Linked DNA regions of Oryza sativa: region 1 is linked to region 2. The links are chromatin contacts, called in public HiCAR-type maps. All regions are on one chromosome and are shown on one strand. The core of a region is the stretch at or near the end of the contact, and the rest is flanking DNA. Distances in the headings are between cores, read along the strand shown. Region 1 holds the start of LOC9267420 (ubiquitin-like-conjugating enzyme ATG10). Region 2 holds the start of LOC136351104 (ureide permease 1-like).

Region 1 (7,217 bases), core at 56-2,555, 230 kb before region 2:
ATATGCAAATTGCAGAGGGTAAGAGAAAGTACCTAGGCACCATCAATAAGCAGGTAGCAGAAACATAAAATGAACAATGTGTACTGAAAAGTTACCCAAGCATCATCGCTGACAATGTCCGCATCATCGAAATTACTGCTATCCCCAATTTGTTCCTAGAGGAAAATTTCAAGTCAACACTAATTTGGAAGCTCATATTACTTGTAATACATGTAAGTACACGAGGACGATACTAACATGCCTTCCTCCAGGATTGCGGTATACTCCTTCGAGAGCTAGGTAGCCCTCTTCCTGCATAAAGGACAAGCAAGCATATCGGCATTCGCCATCTTTTAAGTAAAATTAATCTGAAAAAAGGAAAAAGAGAGTAATGCTCATGCATCTGATAGCACAACCTCAGATGGAACCCCCGTCTTGCCACACGGTTTCCATTGCCAATCAGGAAGAGAATCTTCTACATCAATCACCTTCCACTTCTCAATCAGGGCCTTTGCAGACGCAACGAAGTCACCGAGAGACAGAGTTCCCTCCCCAATTGAGGAGCCTCCCATCACAAAACCACCAAATCTAATGCCAGTGGCAAACACAGGATTTGATGGCTACGTATTGACAGAAAATATTGTTAGTCATGAGATTAAAAGTTGATAGCACCATGCCGCCAAAAAAAGAAAAAAACAGCACAAATTAATCTGTACAGATTTTAATTGCTTTCCAGATCCAAACCAAAGTACCAAACTAACAATACCATACGCGTACATTGCAGTAGGAGTCCAACCTGAATTTTCTATGGTGAGTTATGAATGCAAGAGTTAAAATATTGTGTTAATCTCCTAAAAAAAGAAGCCCGAACACATTGAAAAATGATCTTGATGAACAGGTCTACTAGTGCCTATTATTAAGTTCAGCTACAGTTGATTGAGTGATCGATTCAGAACAAAAAAAAATGGGGAACGGATTGGGGGATTTGAGAAGGGGATTCAATCCAGGGATTTATTACCTCGATCTTGACTACCGCCGCGGCCGGCGGCGAGTAGCCGAGCAGGGCGTGCGGAGACGGCGAGAGTTGAGGGAGGCGGCGCGCGGCGCAGAGCAAGCCGAGGGGCGGAGAGCAGTGGAGCCTGGAAGGGCACGAGCCACAGAGGCCAAAGCCGGCGTCGGCGCCGGGGGGGGGGAGCTAACGAGAGGCGGCGATGGCGAGGGGCCGCCGGCGAGCGGCGTGGCGGCGGCGGCGGCGGCGGCGGCGTCGGAGGAGGAGGAAGAGCTCGTCAGGGACTAAAACCGTTATTAGCGGTCTAAACAGGGTTCAAACTGAAAAAAGGTAAACCCGTCCAAATTATTAGCGGTCCTACTTGGGGTTCAAACTGCAAAATCCACTCTCGCTACCAATAGTAAATACTACCTGTTGGAGTAAATTAATTTATTTACAAAGACTTCTACTATAATCTCAAACTCTCTCATCTTTCACTCGGTAATAATCTAGATGTAAAATAGTTAAAGACACTAGCACTACTCTGTAAAAATCTAGAGTTTTACGAAGTGAGCATAGCTCAACTGGTTAAATTTCTTATGGTGAAACCAGCCCACCCGACTTCAAGTTACTAGTAGAATCATGAAGTTTTCTCCATATCGGTTTGATAGGCCTATAAATAGGCAACCAAGTGTATGTGTGTATGACGTATACTAGTTTACATTAAAATGAATACAAAGCTAGCTAGCAGCACACAACAACATACACCACACGAGCTCCCTTGTTTAGAAAGACACTGAGTGAAGAACTCCTCTGTTTTCCTTGCTCCCAACATATTTTACAAAATAATTAGTACCAACACTTCCTCCATCCCAATATGATCATCGTATAAGAAAACACACCAAGACCAAGGACAACACGGCCTACTTAATTCTGATATTAAATCATCATCAAATAATTAATTGTCGCTTTGAGTTGCATGCAAATAGTATCTCGCCATCTTCATTAGGTCCCGTAAGATCGATGAAAGTGCATGCAAAGTGCATTGTGGCATGCAACTCCTTGATCCAACGATATCTCCGTGTGCGCTTCGGCTAGCCGTGACCCCTGCGACATTGCCTCCCTCTCCGGGCACGGTGACCGCGACCCCGTCTCCTACTCCAGCCACAACGACCATGGTGTTGTGGTCTACTCTATCCATCATGTCCATGCGTTTTGCTCGGTGGGAGAAGAGATGTTGTGGCGCTGGTGTTAACTCTTTGGAATTACATACACGCATTAATTCCATCCATGCATGCATGCAATACAAGACGCCGTCCACGAGATTACCAACAACACCTAACTATATGCGATGATTAAAATGGTATTTTTGGTTTTTGTTAGTAGGATGATCACATTAGGATGGAGGGAGTAGAAAGAAAAAGGATAGTAGGGGTACATTAAACTAAGCTCTCACATTAAATAACTAATATTTTTTTCTGCAAAATTAACTATTTTTTTACTCACGTTAATTTAATTAAATCCAGTGGTGAGACAGTTCTCCAGTAAACCTTCAATCTGTGGTACGTCGTTTATGCAATTGTGTTGTGGTTATCTTGCAATAGTGAATCCGTGGCGATCGATTCACTACTTTCATAGAACGTTGTAGCAACCGGTTTTAGAACAACTCGATGATAAATTAATCAAGATGATGGAGATGGTTGCCCAGGTCTGGCGGTGCTTTCGCATAGGTTATATCTAAGGAGTATTTAGTAAGGTAGATTTTCATCGTCTACTTGTTGGTTTATCAGTCGATGTCGAAATTTCAATTTCAAAACTTAGACTTGATTTTGGAGTTTCTTTATCATTCAACCTATTTTTCAGCATCGGTTCTTTTGAACCGCAAAAGTAATTGACCAGGTTTATATCATTGCAGGCTATACACCCAAAAATATGCACAATAAAGAAAAACCAAAGACTAAACAATCAAAGTAAATAACACATACTACGTTAAAGGTGGCCAAATGGACTGTGCCAGCACAACCGTTTGCATATGCTATGCTGGGGCGACGCCTCATCTTGTGGGCTAGCACGATTGGTTAGGAGGAGGTGGCTACTTGTAGCAGATTCGGCGGCTGGGAGCGGCCGAAGAGGTGGAGACTAGGAAGATGACAATGCGCCGAGGGGGGGGTTGATAGCTCACCGCTTCCAACTTAAGGAAAATGAAATGGGGAAAAGAAGAGAGAGGAGGCCTAGCGAGGAGGGATGACAGTAGAGGCGCGACACAATTGATGCTAGTGATAGTGGCGGTGGTGTGAGGTCTGAGGAGGGACTCAGGAGAGGGAGGGATGGAGGGAGGAAATGGTTTTTAGGGTTTGGGTCGAATCTCAAAGCAATCAGATGATCCATAGCTTGCATGATTTTTAGGGTGTATTTCTTTACCGAATGGTGGGTAGACAACCTCATATGAAAAAAAAGGATTTGGCTCATCACTCGTAGGTGTATTTTTTTTATCGAATGGTGGGTAGACAGTCTCATATGAGAAAAGAATTTGGCTTATCACGGTGATTTAGTTTTTGCTATTATTAGAGAAAGAGATTGACGAGGGAGATCATAGATGGATAGATTGACGAGGAATGGGAAGAAACAGTGTCCTGTGGCTAAGCTAGAACGCCGTGCATTGAAGATGAACCAACAAAGCAGAAAACGGCATCGATCGGCGACGTGGCTGTTGGAGGATGATGATGCCAACGTAAGCAGAGAAATGAGATCGATATAGGGTGTGTTTAGCTGAAATTTTGGTTGAAATTGAAACGATGTAACGAAAATGTTAGAAATTTGTGTGAGTAGGAAAGTTTTGATGTGATGGAAAAGTTGAAAGTTTGAAGGAAAATTTTGTAACTAAACACGGCGATAGAGACTGAAATTTAGAGGGGATTCATTACACACCCCTCCAGTCCTTTCGTATAGATGCTTATTTTCCGTATCATCATGTAATAATTTTAAGTTCATAGTGAGGCAAACTCAAAACTACCTGTAGAACTCCATGACAGGAACTGGTCAGTATGTCCAGAAGAAATTAAACAGAACAAGAACCGTCTCTCCATACAAAGTACATAGGCAGATGCAGTGTACTCTACTGATTGATAAACAGTCTCGATCGACTGTCTTGGATGTACAGAGAATTGTTAAACTGTATGATATGCATCCATAGATGTATAATCAAAACCAAAAACGTCCTGATTGATCGCCCTCGAGATAATTCAATCAACACCAACGATTGATTTCAACAGCCGGAGTTTTGCATTGATCTCCATTAGGTCAGAGGCATTCCTCGAGCTGACAGGGGGCTCCACTCCGATGAACAGGTAAAGGGCAGCCAGCTCACCTTCGAGTGTCGAAGAAAATGGAGATCTGTACCCTGTTATTGTTCTTAATGTTTCGAGCTGTTGCCTTACGTGTTCTTCGGTGTAGAGATCCTGGTAGAAAACAAAGAATTATCATGACATCTCAATGAAGAAACATCGCAAAAGTATGGATAATACTAGACGGAAGCCAAAGTTTATTGAATTTAGTTAATTATGAATAGTGCAATAATCAGTTCCTGCCCATTACACACAATGATAGAAAACTAGTTCAGTTTAGCATTTCGAGTCGTTACTTTGCATGTGATTTTACTGCTTGACATATTTGCAAAGAATGTTCCTTCTAAGAGTTTTGCTCCCATTCAGCAGGTACCATCGGTACTGTCTGGTACCAAATCTCAGCCATTCAATCAGCGAAATCGGGCGGTAGAAAATAAGTGGTACCTCCAGGTACAAATTTGCTCATGAGGAGGTACCAGAATATTTCGAGTGGTGGAAGGGTAAATTTGTCTTTTCGCGTAGGAGTGTGAGTGTCCGGGGAGGGAAATAGGGTTTTCTACCAAATCTCAGCCATTCCTTTCTGATCCGATCCGTGGGAGGCGGCGGCGAGTTGCTTCGTGCTTTGTTGGCGGCGAGTTGCTTTGTCGGCGGCGACTTGCTTCGTGGGAGGAGGCGGTGTGGCGGCGGCTGATCCGTTTGAGGCGGCGGCGAGGTGCTCCGTGGGAAGCGAGGCGGTGGCGGCGGCTGATCTGTAGGAGGCAGCCGGCGGCAAAGTGCTTCGTGGGAGGCGAGGCGGCGGCGTCTGATCCGTTTAAGGCGGAGTGAGGAAACGAAAAAAGAGCGAAAAGGAGCGGCGCTGCGCGGAGGGAGGAAACAGAGAAAGAGCGAAAAGGAGAAAGCGAGGGCGCAACTCCTTTCTGTATTTCCCGATCGTACCCTTCTAACATGGACGGATGGATTTATCTCTGTACCTGCCGGTACAAGTTGCTGGATGGGAGCAACGCTCTCCTTCTAATCCGATCCAAAATTTGACACTACTATGTCTGCAAGTGTACTAAAGCAAAAACTTGGTTTTAGTTTTACACGTATATTCAGTACAATTCAAAGTCTTGAAACTAATAACTGTAGATTTTCCACTTGTTATGCAACATGTTGGTATATGACCTGCCATCATTGGCATACAACAAGCAGCAGTTACTAGTTTACTACTGCTAACAATAAAAATAAATTACTTCATTGAAGAATGGAAGGAGATACAATGCCTACCATGCCACTGCCGATGTTCCTATTGGACTATCAATTGTTTGTAGTTAAAACCATGAACATAAGCAGCAAGGACTGTATATTCAGTTACTATCAATTATTTGCAATTGATATTGTTACTCACAGACAAGTTTGTGTGTTCTGCCATTCATGTTTATGAGACCATTTAATTTACACTGGAACAAGTTTTTATTTTACCCAAGACACTGTAGGAGATAATCATAGTAAGCAGTTCACATGGTACCCATAATTTATCTTTCCGGTACCTTCATAGAAACTGTAAAAAAGCTCAAGATGTAATAATGTGTCAATGCCATGTTCCATTGTCCTGGAGCAAGCTATTTAGATAAATTGTAGCATATTTTGCATGTAAACAGTTCATGTTCCAACCATTTTCATCTGCCATTGTTAGTTTTTTTTTCTGGAGGGAAATGTCCTATTGCCAACTGACTCAACATGTTTGTAAGGAATCTTTTTATGAGGCCAGCCCTTGGTAACAAACAGGCAGATGTAGTGATCATACTCATATGCAATATATTTTTTCCCTCAAAAAAATATGCAATATATTTTAGAGTGACAAAAATTTTAAGTGTCATGTACAATGTGTGTTATGTCTAATTAGCTAGAACAGAAGTTTATATTAACATTCTTGATCCAAGTGATCAGTTAACTATGGAAATAATTGGAGTATATATGTATAATCGACTCACCTTGTCCCCAGAAATTACTTTTGCCTCAAACCCATCAGACTGATCATGCTCCTGACCAGGCTGGGATGTCTCATCACAAACTTCAGGGATGTCTTGTGTGCTCCCGCTGGACATTACATCCTCATAATCACCAACAGCCAATGGAGAAGCCATCAAGACAGAACTACAAACAACTCTTTGATCATGGTGTTGCACATCTTCATCCATGTTTGCATCACTTAGTTCCCTCATGGTATCATCCACCACAGCGGTTTCTTGCATCTCACCATCACATGAACTTCCCACAACTTCCTCTGACACGCGAGCGACAAGGTCACTCGTCGGTGTCGTCGCCTCGTTTTCGGGCGCTGAAATAGCAACAATCGCCACGTTCGTGTCGACCAACTCCTGCGCGACGATACCCGCATTGCTTGCCAATTGTTCCACTACCGCGGCCTCGACGACTACTGTGTCTTCGACCACTCCCTTCTCCACATTGTCTTTGTCAGTGAATATTTCAACTGGTGTTCCGGAAACACTGGAAATGGTAGACTCCTCTGCTTTATCCCCTGTGTCCAATACATGAGTATGATGATGATCTTGGCCTAATTGCTGGACAGGAATAACTCCATCTTCTTCCCTTGTCTCAACCACAGGCAATTCAGGAAATTCAGGAACATCAGTGGTCAGTGACACTGTCTCCTTGGTTGTGCCGTCCTCGATTTTTCCCCCATTTCTTGATACAGATGATTCTTGGAAGGAAACTGGTTCATCCACCGATGGCGGCGGCGATGCCAATCCGATTCCGACGCCGCCGCCGCCGCCGTCTTCCTCCTGATCTGTTGTGCTGAAATGGTAGAACGCGTCGAGGAGTTCTTGTTCGACGGCGGCGCCGTCGAGGCCGGATTCGTGGGGTGGGAGGAGGGCGGCCATGAGGCGGTGGGTGGCGGCGAG
Region 2 (7,800 bases), core at 4,920-7,419:
ATGCTTTGCGAGATGTCAATTCTGTTAATTGCAAGAAATTGGAATTTGAGATTGAAAAATCTAAAAAGTTGGAGTCTTCTTTTGCTCTTGGATTTGCTTTACATGCTCGTGTTGTTAATGTGATTTGGACAAAGAACATGTTGAAAAATACAAAGTTGCTTTTTGTGCAAGTTCTTTGGTCAATGCTTCATGTGCAAATAATGTAAAACAAAACAATGTTGTTTTGATTTCTCAAGATTGTTCAAAGTGTGTTTTAAATGAGTTGAAGTTGAAAGATGCTTTAGAGCATGTTAAACACATGGAAGAAATTGTTAAACAAGATGAGGTGTTTTCCTGCTCAACTTGTAGAAAACAAAAAGGTCTTTTGGATGCTTGCAAAAATTGTGCTATTCTTACTTAGGAGGTTTCTTATTTGAAAAGTTCTTTGCAAAGATTTTCTGATGGTAAAAAGAACCTCAACATGATTCTTGATCAATCTAAAGTTAACACACACCATCGTGGTTTAGGTTTTGATTCTTATGCTCATCATACTAGACATCCTCCTACTGTTTTGGGTGTTGCTAGGAGAGGTGGAATTTTGATTGAAATTGAGCCTAAGAACACTGTGTTTAAATCTGCTGGCATCATGTTTTCTTTGAATGCATCTTCTTCGAAATCAAATGTTGTGAATGCAAAAACTTCTGTTGATGCAAAACCATCTACTTCAAAAACTTGTCGTGAGAAGTACACTTGTTCTTTTTGTGGAAAAGATGGATATTTGGTTGGTTTTTGTTTTAGACTTGCCCATAAACAGAAAAAGGAAAGGGAAATTGCTTTTGCAAAACGACGTTGGCAAAAATCGGGTTTTAATTCGAGGACCACAGTTAGACCGACACTGACCAGTCGGTCCGACCGGCCAGCGGTCAGACCGTAGTTGAACCGGCGGTCAGACCGATTGCCAGGCCCGATCAGACCGCAGGTACAGCGGCGGTCATACCGGCCTCGGGGCAATTTTTCGCGAAATTCAACTCAGACTTTTGTGAAGCAAAAAGGTAATTTTTCAGGTAAGTCTGATTCTGATTTTGTTAGTGCATATGTACCTACTAGTTCTACTGGTCGTGTGACTCAGTGTTGGATTCCAAAATTTCTTATTTCTAACCCCAACACGGAGGCCTCGACATCTTCTCGTTCGTAGGTATTTTGACGGCATACTCCTCATGAGCTTTCAATGTTGAGATGGCGATTGCTTTTCATGGTAACATCAATTTATTTTTGGGTTGACATAATTTTATTCTACTATCTTGTTTATTAGCTTTTTCATATGCTAGTATTTGAGGTTGTAGTTTTGGTTAATACAAATGGATACGTGTCAATTCATGAGAATTTTGTTGATATTTTGAGGGGGAGTTAGTGCTTATTCGTGAATCCTTTTGGCATGTTTTGAGGGGGAATTTGTACCTCATGGTTTTATCAAGCAATAATATGACAATGAAAAAATTGAGAAAAGAGAACTTTGTTTATGCATATGGTATTTTTTTGTGCATGCTAGCAATACTTTGAAGGTTTATTTGTCTCTAGCATAGCTTGTATGTATTCCAGTCTTTTCATGAGATTTAGATTTTGCTTTTAAGGGAGATGATGCATGACACTTAAATTCTACTTGAATTAAGCAAATATGCAATATTGATGCTAGCATGTGGTTTGATTTATAAATGCTCTATATATATGCTTTATTGAATTGTTATTCCTCAAATAGCTTTAATTGCTTATTGTGAAGAAGAAAATAAAAAATATGAAAAAATGAATACCGAATCCTTGGAAACAGTCTTGACGACAAGGACGTATTCGATGTGAGCAAAATAATGGGTGCCGAATCCTTGGAAACAATCTTGACGACTAGGACGTACCCGGAATAAAAGAGAAAAATATGAGCAAAAAGGCTCAAGAAAAGAAAAAGTTAAAAAAAGTTCTCTTGGTTATTCTGTTATAAAGTTTATTTGAGAAAGAGTAATAAATGCAATAAGTATATGTGTTTAGTGTTTATTCTTCAACCTATGTACTTGTTAAGATGTTGCATTATAAATCGTATGAAATCATGAATTTTGATTGTTGATTCAAGCTTAATTGTAAAATCTTTGGTTCATGGTTATACTTTTGCTTGTTCTGCTTTAGATGGGTTCATCTTCTTTTTATTGTAACACATGGCTTGATATGCTATATGTATACTAAGCTCTTGAATATTAATGAACATAATTCCTATGCTTGATGAAATCATTGTCAAAAGGGAGAGAAGTAATGTGAAAATTTTTGGATTTTTGGGAGAAGCAAGGTGAATTTTTGGAGAGTTGTTGAGAAGAGCATGTTTTTGGTTCAACTGGGAATTTCTTTCTTTTAGAAAGGGGAAGAAGTTTTCTTTTGGATTTTTGAGCACGATGTGTACGTTTGTACGAAGTGTGCTTTTTACCGCTCAAGCTTTTGCCTTCTTTAAATAAAAAGGAAGTGGGGTAGAATGAAATCCCAATAGGGGAATCCACCCCGACAGAAAAAGAAAAGACACGGAACTCATCCAAAAAAGGATTTTTTTTCTTTTTAGAATAATCTAAGTTTATTTACACCATCCATTGGCTGTTGATCCAACGGTTGATGTTCTTATAACCCTAATAAAGTTAAAGACCACATTATAATTAGGAATCCCTTTGAGGATAGGGTAAGATACTAATGAAGGTACACGCAAATAGACGCACGCCAGAGTACGTATTAGATGTTAGGTAATTCTTCAGCGTACTTTTTTTTTTTTTTGCAGTTCATGGATTTTTGTTGCTTGACGAAGGCACAACAAAAAGCTTGATGAAGATTCAACAACAAAATTGAACTGTTAGGCCAAAGATGCATGTGTTTCCATGGTTGAGATATACGACTAGATCCAGTAGGTACTGAACGTGGGTAGTTTCTGCTTCTAGTCATCTCTGTTTTCCCGATGCATCCAAATCCAAATACAACAGACAGTTTTGTACTGTGCATATGCTATCCAGAAATTTGCATTGGGCCTAGACAGTAGACTGAAGCAAATTTGGGGGAAAAAGAGTTCATGGTAGTTTTGGGCTTCTCAAGTCACGTACAAGCCAACATTTATAAGCTGACTCACAAACACAGCATTGGTAAGAACTTCAGTGATGAACTGATGATGTATCCGATCCAACATAGGACAATTTTTTTACCGTGGTCTCTAGTGGTAAAAGAAATAAGCCCCATTATATATTTCATCTAAGTACCATATTTGTGTACATCACTTAAACTCTTCGATACCACTTGTAACACCCCAACCTCCAAATCCGCATTTATCCGATCTACATATTGAGCGACCCCATATTCACATATCATCGTACTTACACTTTTATGCTCCCTTATGCCCCATTCAACATAGCATCCAATGAAGATTAAGTATGGGCATGCAAAATGAGAAAGTCATTAGAGCGTGATTAATTGATTTTTAATTATTACATACTTGAAAATTTGATTTATTTAATATTTGAAGGCAATTTCTATATAAATAGTTTTCGCACAAAACACACCGTTTAACCGTTTGAAATGTGTGCTAACGAAAATCAAGGTAAAATATATATCTTAATCAGAAATTAATAAACACCCACCAAAATCACACCATGGACACCCACTGGTGGAGAAACCATCTTTCGTCGGTAGGCCTAATTCCACAATAATCCCGGTTGCAACAAAGACCGGGATTAAAGATGATCTTTAGTCCCGGTTAAAAAGGGTAACGGGCATATTTGATCTTTAGTCCCGATTGGTAACCTTTAGTCCCGGTTATTTCACCCGGGATGCTATCTTTAGTCCCGGATTCGTAGTCCCGGTTGAACAACCGGGACTAAAGGGGTTACTAACCGGGACTACAAACGGTTTCTCCACCAGTGACCCCTACATCAATATAAATTTACTTCCTTGCTTATGCACCTACCCATACCCCAGCTCTCCACCCATAAAAAACCAAGTCAGTCGAAGAGCCAAACACAGGTGTCAACAGCTAACATCAGGATGAAATGAGAGACGGCGATCGAATGCAGTACTATGAAGAAAAATATAGGTCTTGTTTAGTTCTAAAGTTTTTTTTCTAAACTTCCAACTTTCCATCACATCAAACTTTTCATATACACACAACTTTTCTATCACATCGTACTAATTTCAATCAAACTTTCAAACTTCAGTGTGAACTAAACACAGCCATAGAACCAATTGTAGGATAGGATGAGAATGAATGAGAAGCATCAGGATGAAACGAGAGACGGCGATCAACGACCACGTGGATAATTCTGTGATCCCAAGCTTCTTTCTACGAACCTCGGGTTCTAACGCCGTGGACGTATCTACAGTGAATCACTGAGTACTTACAATTTTTTACCATGTCACTATTTTTTAATTCAAACTTAATTTGTGCCCCCGTTAAAAATTTGCATATTCGCACACAAGTCTAGAGCTCAAGGTAGGCCAATCTGTGCTCGAGGACTCAGGGTAGGTCGATCTGTGTCCAAAGGAGAGATGGGTGATCTGGATCATTTGCTTCTACAGTACTCCTATAGATTATTTAGGCTGTTGGATTTGTCTGATGATGATGATTAAAATGAGTTAGTGAAATATACATATAGATGATGAGTAAAAAAAGTTGGTGAATGAAATATAGGATAGTTGATGATGAGTAAATATCATTTCAGCCTTTCTTCAGCAAATCATAAAGCGATTGAAATTCCTCCTCCTCGATCTGGGCCAAATCCAGCCCAACTCTGGCGTGCATCTTTCCGCGGGCCCAACATAGCCGCGAGCCAGCCCAACCCAGCCCAGCAATCCCGCCTCCTCGTTCTTTCCCGCTGACATGTCGGACCCACCTGACCCCACATGTCAGATGCTTCCCCTACCTTCAAGCTCGCACGACGCCGCCTTCTCCGACCGCAACTCCGTGGCATCTCCACTTTTCCGACACCTCAAAATCCCTGAGACAGGAGGCACACACACAAAAAAAAAATCTACTTTGTGTGCTCACTAGCCAATATATATAGGTTCGTTCACATTTCTTTGATGATGAAAATTTCAAGCATTATTACCCATTTAGATTAGAAATTTTTTTAGGAGTAATATGATTTCAATGTAAAATCGCAAAAATATGGATCGGCCAGATAAAATCATAAGTTTAGCACTGTGTCGAACAATGGTTGTTCGATAGGGGTTGTGCAGTAGAACCTGTCGAACATGGGATGTTGGACATGCCCTTGTATGCATGCACTTTTTATTATTTTTTTCATGGCCCCATGGGTGCTAAACTTGCGATTTTATCTGGCTGGCCTATATTTTTACGATTTTTTATTAAAATTGTATTGTTTCTATAAAAATCTTTAGATTACGCATTAACACCAAACTTACTGCTACTCTCGACCTTAAGTGCCTTCTCGTATGTGATCCCATCTGATTTTGGGTTCTTTCATCTGATTCTGCTGCTCTTTGATTAGCCCATTATGTAATTTTCTCTATAGTTAATGAAGAGAGCAGAGAGAACTGAACCCATCGTTAATTATGTACTCCAGCTAATTAATCTATCCATCCTTGCAAACAAGTAGACCTACTAACAAGGAACACATATCCTCAACTAGTTCATTTTATATTGCATCATTTCATGAAGTGGAGAAAAATAAGGGCAGCTCTGACTTGTAAACCAGATCTCAAGAACTTTGTGCTTTCTTTATTCAGTCACAGGTTATATATTTGCAATGAGATGCTCTGGTGCTTTTTACTGTAGTATAATACAACTGTTAATCAGTAATTTACTAATAATATAATGATTAGGAGTAACTTTATTATTTATTTTTTTCCCGGCTACATCGATCATTCATTGTACTAGCATCACTCATATTTCATCGAAAACACTAAAACAAGAAAAAAAAGGTTTAGTCACTGATAAATAACTATTATACCCCTTTGTATTTTTTTTATAATAATACCCCTTCATATTCTACTCCCGCTAACTAAGGTGATAGTATAAATAAATTTAAACTCTTTAATCAAATAAGATATAGGGTTCATATTGATTTCTACTAAGAGTAGAGAGCGCCGTAGCGGGCTCATCATGACCACATCCTTGATTATCTCTTTACCTTTTTCAGGCCAAAACATGAACTAGATGAGGACAACATGCCAGGGAAATGGGGGTTAGAGTGAGACTAGTTCACATGGACATGAGCAATTCGTCCAATTGAGACTTGAGATGAAAGATCTAGCCTGAAATCCTCCCCGGAGATCACACCCCAGGCTCTCCGTTCCGCTTCCCGGCGTCGACATGTTCGTCGTCGAGGACCGGGGCGGCGCCGTCGCCTTGATGGTGGCCTCCCTCCTCTTCCTGGGCACCTGGCCTGCTCTCCTGACTCTCCTGGAGCGTAGAGGACGGCTGCCTCAGCACACATACCTGGACTACTCTGTCACAAATCTCCTTGCTGCTGCTGTGATTGCCATCACATTTGGGCAGGTTGGAGAGACCAGGCCTAGCATGCCAAGCTTCTTCACTCAGCTCACTCAGGTCAGTGCTTTTTTTAAGGTTTCTTGGTTCAGTTGGTTGTTCTTGTGTCATGCAATCTAGGACTAGAATATCTTAGCCATCAAGAATGCAGTGGTGATTTCATAAGAAGCTGTGTGAGTTAGTACCTGTTAATGAGAGTAATTTGGAAGTGAATAGCTGAATTTGATAACTGGAAATTCAGAATTGCTTCAAGTTGACAGTGTGACTTTGGAATTTGGATGGTATCTGTGGACGCAAAACAAGCATGAGAGACTTGTCCCAACTGTATGTTGGTTGCATCGTGTCACTGTCGTTAGAGTGTTCAGCTTTTATGTGGATAATCAACTTCAGTGAATTCTTCCATGATTTGCAGCCATTGATCAATGCAGGATAACTGGCCTTCAGTCCTATTTGCGATGGCCGGTGGCATTGCTCTCAGCATCGGACATTTGATCTCGCAGTATGCGTGGGCATTTGTCGGTCTGTCTGTGACAAACATCATCTGCTCAAGTCTGGCTGTAGTTCTAGGTACACCCAAACATGCAAAAAACTGAATCTTTGGTGAATCTGCAGCTATTTATCTTGCACTTCGCTAATGCGGATGACCATGATCTATTGAAGGAACAACCATGAACTACTTCCTCGATGGCCGAATAAATAGGGCAGAAATCCTTTTCCCGGGTGTAGCATGCTTCCTCGTCGCTATCTTCCTCGGCTCTGCTGTCCACTCTTCCAATGCCAAGGATGAGGAGGAGAAGCTAAGCATGTCAGGATTCAGAAATGCATTTGAGCACTACCAATCTGAATTTTCTTCGAGAGACCTTCCTTTGATGTCAAGAAGTACAATTCGTTTGTTTGCAGGAGTAGAGGCATAGAGCTCAGCAGTGATGTTGCTGACCAAGGTGGTACTATCTATCTTCTAACCACCTGAAAAAGGGTGAGATTATGCAATGCAGAAGCTAACAAAGTTGCTACTTTGCTACCATTTTTTTTTCAGTGAAGTTGCTGCCAAATCAAGAAGAACTGGAGAATGGCGAAGACGACGATTTCGATACCGGCACCGCAGAGTTCATCGTTCAGGTTGAGAAGAGGCGATCCATCAAGGTCACATCACCCACTGCCTCTGAAGATTGGTGAAGCTTATAAAGGAGTAATATAGGCCCTGAAATTCAGAAACCTGAATACCGGTTTGTGGGTTTCAGGTGTTTGGCTCCAGCAGGTGGCTAGGACTGGGAATGGTGCTCCTCGCCGGAGTCTGCTTCTCC

The links. HiCAR-type assays count read pairs that join an accessible place to other places.
Region 1: a HiCAR-type map of leaf shows a contact between it and region 2, with 2.7 times the contacts expected there. The contact joins the promoter of LOC9267420 here to the promoter of LOC136351104 in region 2. A contact is called at or near these places in 1 of 15 Hi-C or Micro-C datasets (panicle) and 1 of 4 datasets of contacts at active chromatin or transcription factors (leaf).

Annotation. Positions count from the first base shown.
Region 1 is chr12:19,923,376-19,930,592 of ASM3414082v1, reverse strand. LOC9267420 (ubiquitin-like-conjugating enzyme ATG10) reads right to left here and starts at 1,305. Exons shown (of 9, transcript XM_066306306.1): 1 at 998-1,305; 2 at 396-599; 3 at 238-291; 4 at 96-155. The coding sequence starts at 551. LOC4352296 reads right to left here. Exons shown (of 2, transcript XM_015763459.3): 1 at 6,285-7,217; 2 at 3,994-4,425. The coding sequence ends at 4,210.
Region 2 is chr12:19,693,133-19,700,932 of ASM3414082v1, reverse strand. LOC136351104 (ureide permease 1-like) reads left to right here and starts at 6,169. Exons shown (of 6, transcript XM_026022218.2): 1 at 6,169-6,556; 2 at 6,925-7,063; 3 at 7,157-7,384; 4 at 7,533-7,639; 5 at 7,738-7,800. The coding sequence starts at 6,320.